Linked DNA regions of Sus scrofa: region 1 is linked to region 2. The links are chromatin contacts, called in public Hi-C maps. All regions are on one chromosome and are shown on one strand. Each heading gives the region's core, a stretch centred on a gene start, on an enhancer-like site or on the middle of the called end of the contact. The rest is flanking DNA. Distances are from core to core; before and after follow the strand shown. Region 1 overlaps TLDC1 (TLD domain-containing protein 1). Region 2 holds the start of COTL1 (coactosin-like protein).

The links. A called contact is a pair of places that touch in the nucleus more often than the background predicts.
Region 1: a contact with region 2 is called in a Hi-C map of liver, with 5 times the contacts expected there. The contact joins the enhancer-like site here to the promoter of COTL1 in region 2. A contact is called at or near these places in 2 of 5 promoter capture datasets (fetal liver and liver), 30 of 47 Hi-C or Micro-C datasets (adipose tissue, alveolar macrophages, blood and 15 more) and 2 of 2 datasets of contacts at active chromatin or transcription factors (alveolar macrophages and skeletal muscle).

The regions. Positions count from the first base shown.
Region 1 is chr6:4,189,165-4,193,307 of Sscrofa11.1, forward strand. All of the region lies in intron 1 of TLDC1 (TLD domain-containing protein 1), which reads left to right. Among named protein-coding and RNA genes, the nearest start is that of TLDC1, 21 kb to the left of the region's middle. Within about 2 kb of position 2,122, at least 28 of the 83 cell types and tissues checked have an H3K27ac peak or open chromatin away from gene starts, as enhancers often do. A contact at or near this core is called in adipose tissue, alveolar macrophages, fetal liver and 3 more, where this site is marked.
Region 2 is chr6:4,098,078-4,101,801 of Sscrofa11.1, forward strand. COTL1 (coactosin-like protein) reads left to right here and starts at 1,264. Exons shown (of 4, transcript XM_003361733.4): 1 at 1,264-1,606; 2 at 1,869-1,951. The coding sequence starts at 1,530.

The DNA.
Region 1 (4,143 bases), core at 872-3,371, 92 kb after region 2:
CCGTGTCCCCAGCCCTTAGCGGAATGCCCGGCACACAACCGGCGCTGAGCACATGCACTCGGCGCAGGAGCAGCTGTACTTACTCTGAAGGCCAGTCTGCTGCGGAGGAGCCAGGCTCGGGGGGGCAGGGCCCCTGTCCTAACGGCCGAGCGGGTCTGAAGTCCTAGCCCACGCTGCCCGGTGGGACGAGGCGCCCTGCACCACTCGAAGGGCTCCAGCGGCGCGTTTTCAAAGGGAAAAGACATGGGCGACATGCATCTTAACGCCGCGTGTTGTTTGACCCGCGCAGCCAAGTTAGCGTTTCCACCCGTCACCTCTTGTGTAATTACAGGGAGGCAGCAGCCGGACACTCACAGCCGGTCTGTGAGTCGGGGTGGTGGAGGTCGCAGGAACCCACACGCGGGATGAAGGCACCTCGAGTCACACGCGCACACACAGCGGTTTCCTGGTTTTGTTAAAGGACAATGGTGGCCTAAGATGTCACCATGTGACACTGAGGGAAGGGCACCCGGGACCTCTGTGTACTGTCTTCGCAACTTCCCGTGCATCTACAATTATTTGAAAATGAAGGTTAAAATGTTTGAGATTTTTATTTTATCTTATTTTTTGCTATTTCTTGGGCCGCTCCCGTGGCATATGGAGGTTCCCAGGCTAGGGGTCTAATCAGAGCTGTAGCCCCCAGCCTATGCCAGAGCCACAGCAATGCAGGATCCAAGCCGCGTCTGCAACCTACACCACAGCTCACGGCAACGCCGGATCGTTAACCCACTGAGCAAGGGCAGGGACCGAACCCGCAACCTCATGGTTCCTAGTCGGATTCGTTAACCACTGTGCCATGACAGGAACTCCTGTTTGAGATATTTTACAGCTTGTTATTATTTTGCTTTTTAGGGCTGCACCTGCGGCACGTGGAGGTTCCGAGTCTAGGACTCCAACTGGAGCTCCAGCTGGCGGCCTACGCCACAGCCACAGCCGCGCGGGATCTGAGTCTGTGACCTGCACCACAGCTCATGGCAACGCCAGATCCTTAACCCACTGAGCGAGGCCAGGGATCAAACCCACAGCCTCCTAGTTCTAGTCAGATTCGTTTCTGCTGTGCCACGATGGGAACTCCCTTAAATTTTTTTTTTTTTTACTTAAAAAAACCCAAAACCCCAAACCAAAACTCAAGCCTCAACTCTGAGTGGCACACTTACAGCACATCTCAGATGGGACCAGTTGAGAGGCTTGGAAGCCACCCGTGGCCATGGGCCGGGTGGGGTGGGGTGGGGCTGCAGATTCGAACAGCACAGCTGCGTTCCTTCCACTCCTGGAAGCCTGTTTTGTCTCTCCCACTGGCTGCTTGTCTGATAGATAAGTTACTTATCTCACCCTAGATGAGTTACAGCCCTCCTCTGAGCCTCAGTTTTCCTGATCTGTAAAGTGGGACTAATTATGGAGTGTAGCCTGCTCAGCTGTGTGAGGCTCAAGGGAGAGACTGTGTGTTGGGCACTTGGTAAGGACCTGGCCCATAGTCGCAGGGAGCCGACGATTACAAGTATTGTCATATGTGAAAGCCCAAACTGCATCTTCTCTGGTCCCCTGGTGTCACAGTCCTGTCCTTCCTCTGCTGCCCAGCCCCCTCCCTGCCCCCCACCCCTGTCCCCTCCCCACTGCCCCAGCTGGCGATGAGGCCCCAGCATCTCTTCTGGCGTCAGCTGCTGGGCAGGAGGTAAGATGTCCCCACTGACCTTGCCCCCTAACCCCTGGTTGTCGCAGATAGCCGGCAGCGAGCTGGCTGCGGGCTGGGCGGCCGCTGGGAGGCCGGCCTTCTGCAGAGATCTGTGCAGGGCCTCTTGTGACACTGAGGGCTTCCTCTCTGAGCCCGGGGCTGAACCCACAGCTGCTTTTCACCTTATAAGGCAACCCCTGGAAGCCTGCACACAGGTGAGCGGGCCGCTGCTGGGGCCTCTGAGCCCAGCCCTGGAGGCGCCCGCCTGAGCAGTGGGGGATTCGACACCTTTTATGGTTTTAGAGAAGAAGAAAAAGGCGGGTGCACCACAAAAGCAGAAACACAGGGTTTTATCGTGGTGAGAAACGCCGGGTTCACCTCCTACACACTTGCTCAAAACCAGGATGTTACTAGCGCTGCAGCGCGCCTGGCTCAGAACGCGCCGCGAAGGAGGCCGTGTGACCAGGGCCCCAGGGGGGCAGGAGGCAGCCACAGGAATCAGCTGTAGAATTGAAGCCAGGAGGTCGCTGGATGGGTTCAGGGCTTGTCCTTGGGGTCTTCTCTGCATCTATCCCCTCCTTTCAGCAGCGGAGCCTGCGGGTCAGGCGTGGGGGGCACATGTGTGATGCCACGTGCTCGTGCTCTGCATCCTGGGGCTGCCAGCAAGGCAGATGGCCAGTCCCCTCTCACACTACTGTCCCTGGCTGCCCTCTCCTGGGCGCTCCTTCCTGTGACCCCTTCAAGGACACCGATGGGGTTTTACCTGGATCATTGGCGAGGTGGGAAGAGGCAGGAACCCCAAGGAACTGTCTTAGGCTCCAAACTCTGTGAACTCCTGGCTGCATGTCTCCACTTTGTTCTCACCTCATGTGACAGGCACCCCCTGTCCCCCACTTCTCACCCCCGCTGTCCCAGCTGAACCAGAAATGACAGGAAATGGCTTAAAAAATGAAACCTTTAGGAGTTCTCGGGTGGCTCAAAGAGTTAAGGATCTGGTGTTGTCACTGCCGTAGCACGGGTTCAATCCCTGGCCTAGAAACTACTGTACTTCTGACTTGCCACCCCACCCCAAAAAAGGGAGAAACCTTAAAAAAAAAAAAAAAAAAAAAAAAAAAAACCCCACATGATCCAGGGAGTGCATTATAGAAAACGGAAGGAAGTGACTGTCCAGAGGAAAGCGGATGGCGCTGACCTTGGCCAGGTGGCCACGGCCAACACCAGCAGTGGGGCCTCGGGGACACCTGCGCCCTTGATAGGCTTTGTGAGGGGGCCACTGCACCTGTGGGGGCTTCGCACCCCACAGCACAAGCCCAGCCTAATCACGAGGGATGCGCCGGACAAACCCCGTTCGAAGACACCTTACGACACACTCCTCCAGGCCGTCGGCAGCCAGGGAAGCCCGAGGAGCTGTCAGAGCCCAGAGATGCCCCAGGAGACTGAATGGACCCTGGGATCAGCATTGGTTCATCAGTGGGGACAAATGTTCTAGACAATTGTAAGACATTAGCCACAGGGGAGACTCAGTGTGGGATACACGGGACCTCTCTGTATCCTATTCTCAACAACCTTGGAAGTCAGAAATTATTCCAAAAGTTTTAATGTGAAAAGAAAACCATGAGCTGAGCTGATTGTTTTGCAGTGATCATGAGCGCCACCTTGTGGGCACAGGGCTACATTGGCTGTGCCGAGTCTGCAAGGACACAGGCACAGACTGCGCGTGGGCAATGGGAAAGGCCGGTGCCCTGCCCTGCAGTGGCTCCTCATCCAGCGGAGAAAGTGCACAGCAAACACAGGGCTCCTGGTCGCAGCCAGCATCTATTTGCACCGTCGCCTTGGGCCGGAGCCTGAGCTGAGCCATTCTCTTGTCCCTGGTCCAAGACAGCCTGGCAGGTGCAGTCACCAAACCAGCTTTGTGGAGTTCTGTTGTCTGTGCAGTGGCTTGGGTTTCAGTCCTGGCCCAGGAACTTCCATGTGCCATGGGTGTGGCCCCCCAAAATCCCCAAACCAGCTTTATTTCCTGCTGCCCTCCCCCCTCCAACCTGCTCACTATGGTGGAAGGGGAGCTACCTTCTCGCCCTTGCGTGAAAAGCCCGGACCTTCTCTGTGGTTTTTCTCTCTCCACTTTAAGGATGTCAGGTCCTGGGGTCTCTTTGGCTCGGAAGCAGTCCCTCTCCACTTCATTACTGGAAGATGTCCAATCCCAGCTAATGAAGCTTGGGGCTCCATTTAACATTGAATGTCTGGCCTCCCTCCCCTGGAGCACCTGCCGGGAGGGAGGGGGCTGGGTGGCTTGCCTCCTCTTTGTTCCCTCCTTCCCTTACAGCCACTGTTTCTGGTCAGGGTTGCCAGAAAAAACCTCATCGTCCAGTTAAATTTGTATTTTGGGCAAAGGACAAATCATTTCTTTTCAGTATAGGTATGTCCCATGCAAC
Region 2 (3,724 bases), core at 14-2,513:
TCTGCAACCTACACCACAGCTCACAGCAACGCCGGATCTTAACCCACTGAGCAAGGGCAGGGATCGAACCTGCAACCTCATGGTTCCTAGTCGGATTCGTTAACCACTGCGCCACCACGGGAACTCCTGCCATTGAGAGTTTTATTAGTTAGATGTTGTCCCTGACCTTCTGGGTTTCTATCTAGGAATTACTTTAATGAATAACCAACAATGGTGACCTTTTGTTGAATGTCCAATATGTTTGTTTACAAATATCCCTTCCACTAAACCATAAAACAAACCTATGATATTAGTAGTATTATTCCATTGGAGGAGAGTAATCAGGCAGTTCACAGGCTTGTCCAAGGGCCCAGTGTTAAAAAGAGGCAGTGGTGGATGCAGTTTAAGAGGCGGGCTTTTTTACCTGCCTCGACCCTATAACTGGTCTTTATGGCGTGACTGCAAGAGGGAATGAATGAGTGAGTCAGTGAGGGAAGGAAGAAGGCAGAATGAGTCAGCTCCTGCACCCACAGGGGAGATAAGAGGTGAATGCAAATAACCAGCACACAAAGTAAACAGTGATCCCACCAGCGTTTTGGAAGCAGTCCATCTTTCTATCCCCTCCTGTTTAAGATGCTTAATTCTCTCCAATTCCTTCCTACCTAGAAACCGCGGAGCCAAACCCTGGGGGTAGGAGCAGTCTCCTAGGGTTGGATGCGTGAAGTCACCCCCTTGGAGGTCCCCTGTGGAGCTCTGTAGCCCAGCAGGCAGGGTGTGTGTGGGGGGCGGGGAGGAGAGCGATGGAGGGAGGGAGGTTGGAGGGGGATGCAAGGTGGGAGAGGGAAGGGAGGAGGGGGGAATAGAGGAGGCAGAAAGGGTTGTTGCGGCGGGGGGATAAGGAGGAGGGGGGCTGGAGGAGGAGAGAAGGGCCAGGAGGAGAGGTGGGAATAGACGGTAGGGAGAAGGGGAGAACTGGGAGGAACGAGGCCTTTGGTGGGGGAGAGGGGGAGGAAGGGAAAGGAGAAAGAGGGCTGCGGGAGAAGATGGGGGAGGGCTTGGGAAGGAGTTGGGGGAGTAGGGGAAGGAGGAGAGGGTTCAGGAAGAGAGAGAAGACGGAGACAGGGAGGGGAAGGGGAGGGGGAGGAGGGAGGAAAAAGCCCCTTCTCCAGCCCCCACCGCAGAGTTGCGCAACCCACCCGGGCCGGGATTGGCCGCCGGCGAGTAAAGACGCCCCGCCCCCGGGGCCCTACGGCCAATAGCGAGAGGGGGCCGGGCGAGATGCGTCCCAGGAGGCCAATGGCCGGAGGGGGCGGGGCGGCGCGGCCTGCATCTGGCCCGCGTTCCCTGCGCACTCCGTGCCACCGCCGCGCTCGGAGCTCGGAGCTCGGAGCTCGCAGCTCGCTTCGCCCTGCGCCTCTGTCGCCGCCGCCGCTGCCACCGCCACCCGCACACCCTTGGCGCGTCCACGCACCGCTCCGCTCCTTGCAGCCGGCACAGAGTGCGCTTATCGCTCGTTCAGGGCAGCGTGTCCCCGTTGCAGCCCCTCGGCGATGGCCACCAAGATCGACAAAGAGGCTTGCCGGACGGCGTATAACCTGGTGCGCGACGACAGCTCGGCCGTCATCTGGTGAGGAACTTTCCATTGCTCTCCAAGCCCCGCTCCCCGAGCTCGCGAGGGGCCGGGGGCACTGAGCCGTCTTCCAGACCGGACGGATTAAGGGTCATCCCGTGCTGTCTTCCCGCAGCCTTAACCCAGGACAGCGTGGAAAGCCAGCGCTGGCTTCTCCCTAGCCAGAGCATCTTTTAGATTGTCCTGCTGGAAGCTCGGCACCATGCCGCTACCAACGTTGATGTGTGTGTGTGTGTTTTTCTCTTCTCCCAATCCAAAGGGTGACTTTTAAATACGACGGCTCCACCATCGTCCCCGGCGAGCAGGGAGCGGAATATCAGGACTTCATCCAACAATGCACAGGTAGGGAGAAGCGCCTTCTAGGGGAGTTCCCCATCTTTGGAGAAACTGTCAATGCCAGGGAGAAGCGGCAGAGGCCAAAGGCGCCCCTGGCTTAGTGGAACCAGATAAGAGCGTTTTAAAGCCTCATAAAAACCTCTCCCGTCTGGGCATCCGGAGCCGTCGGAGGTGACCACACAGTACCCTTTCTAGGCACGACGGCTCCTTTACCCCCTGTGAGTCACTAGTTTTCCAGCACCAGCTCACGCGGTTTCAAACTCCAGCCCTCTCCACTTTACCCTTTCTTAGGTCAGCAAGCCCAAATAAAAACAATCCTGGAGTTTATTGCAGGAGAAGGAAACTCTCAGCGGCCCCCGCCCCCCACAATCATTGTCCTTGTGCTGGTGATATGTGCTTATTTGTAGAGCCAAGTATGAAAGAGTACACCCCGTGTGATCCCATTTATATGAAATGATAGAAAAGGCAAAGCTAATCTGTGGTGTGAAAAGTGTGAAAAGTGGTCACGCTTGGGGGTGGGTAGCCGCTCCCTGGGAGCGGGCATGCGGAAGGTGGGGGTGGGTTCGGGTGGGGTTGGAAATGTTCCATATTTTTATCTGGGAGGTGGTCACACAGGTGTGTACCTATTTAAGAAATCGTCCAGCAAAATGCTTAAGATCTGTAAACTTTGGGCCCTTCCCTGGGGTGTGTGGAACCATGAAGAGGAAAGAAGCCGTGGCTCTATGACCACATCCCCTTCCCCCCTTCCCTGGAAGCTAAAGTCATTGGTAATGGGGCTCTTTAAAGCTGGGGTTGGACAATGGGCTCTTGAATGGTCCCCAGTCTCTGGCTTGGAAAGAGATATATTCAGACAAAGGCAGTGCAGCAGGGACGTTAGGGCGGGGACGCAGGGTCAGAAGGTGGCCACTTTCTAGCTCTGTGATTTGGGGCGAATTATTTAACCTCCTGGGGCTGGGGGGAGGGGAGGAGGCTTGGTTTCCTCGTCTGTCGTCTTAGAGAGCAGTTGTGAGCATAGGTGAGTCATTGTGTAAAACACTCAGGAGGGTGCCGTGGCCGGTGACATGGTCGTTTGTGAAACAGATAAAACGTACACAGGACGGGAGGGATCAGGGCTCCTTGCCTTTCTTCACGTAACATTCTGGGTTTACTCTAATTCAAAGAATATTTATGAAATGTCTGCTATGGGCTGACTGGTACGAAGGGGGTGTGTGTGTGTGTGTGTTTTCCCAATGTTCTCGCAACTGAAATGTCTCCCTGAGAGATGCCTCCAGATGTTCATTCACTGCTTTTGTAAAGGGTCGTTTAAAACCTCAGATGCAGAAAGTACTACAACAACTCACATCTAATAATGTGCACAGGGCCTCGTGCGCAGGGCTGGCAGGGCCGGGGTTGGAACCCCATCTCTCAACCGCTATTATCCTTCCTTCCGCCCCTGTGATGGTTGCTTTCGCAAGTGGAGTAAGTCCAGACTCCTGACTTTCCCCCGATTTGGTCCAGAACTAGGAAGTTGAGCAGGGTCGTTGGCCTTGCTGGCTCTGAGCTTTCTCAGAGGCCAGCTTCCTTTCTCTCTGGACAGTAAAGTAGCCCTTTCTTTCCTCCGGCTGGCCCTCTACCTCCCACCCCCCATCAGGCTGGGGTCCCCTCCCCCCTCCCCGTCTCGGAAGCTATTGTTCTCTCCGTTGAGTAGGAGAAGGTGACCCTGGGGAAGAAAGAGCATCCTGTGAGTGGATTCCGAACAGATGAACAGATGCTCCTGCTCCCAGCGTCGGGCGGGCGAGG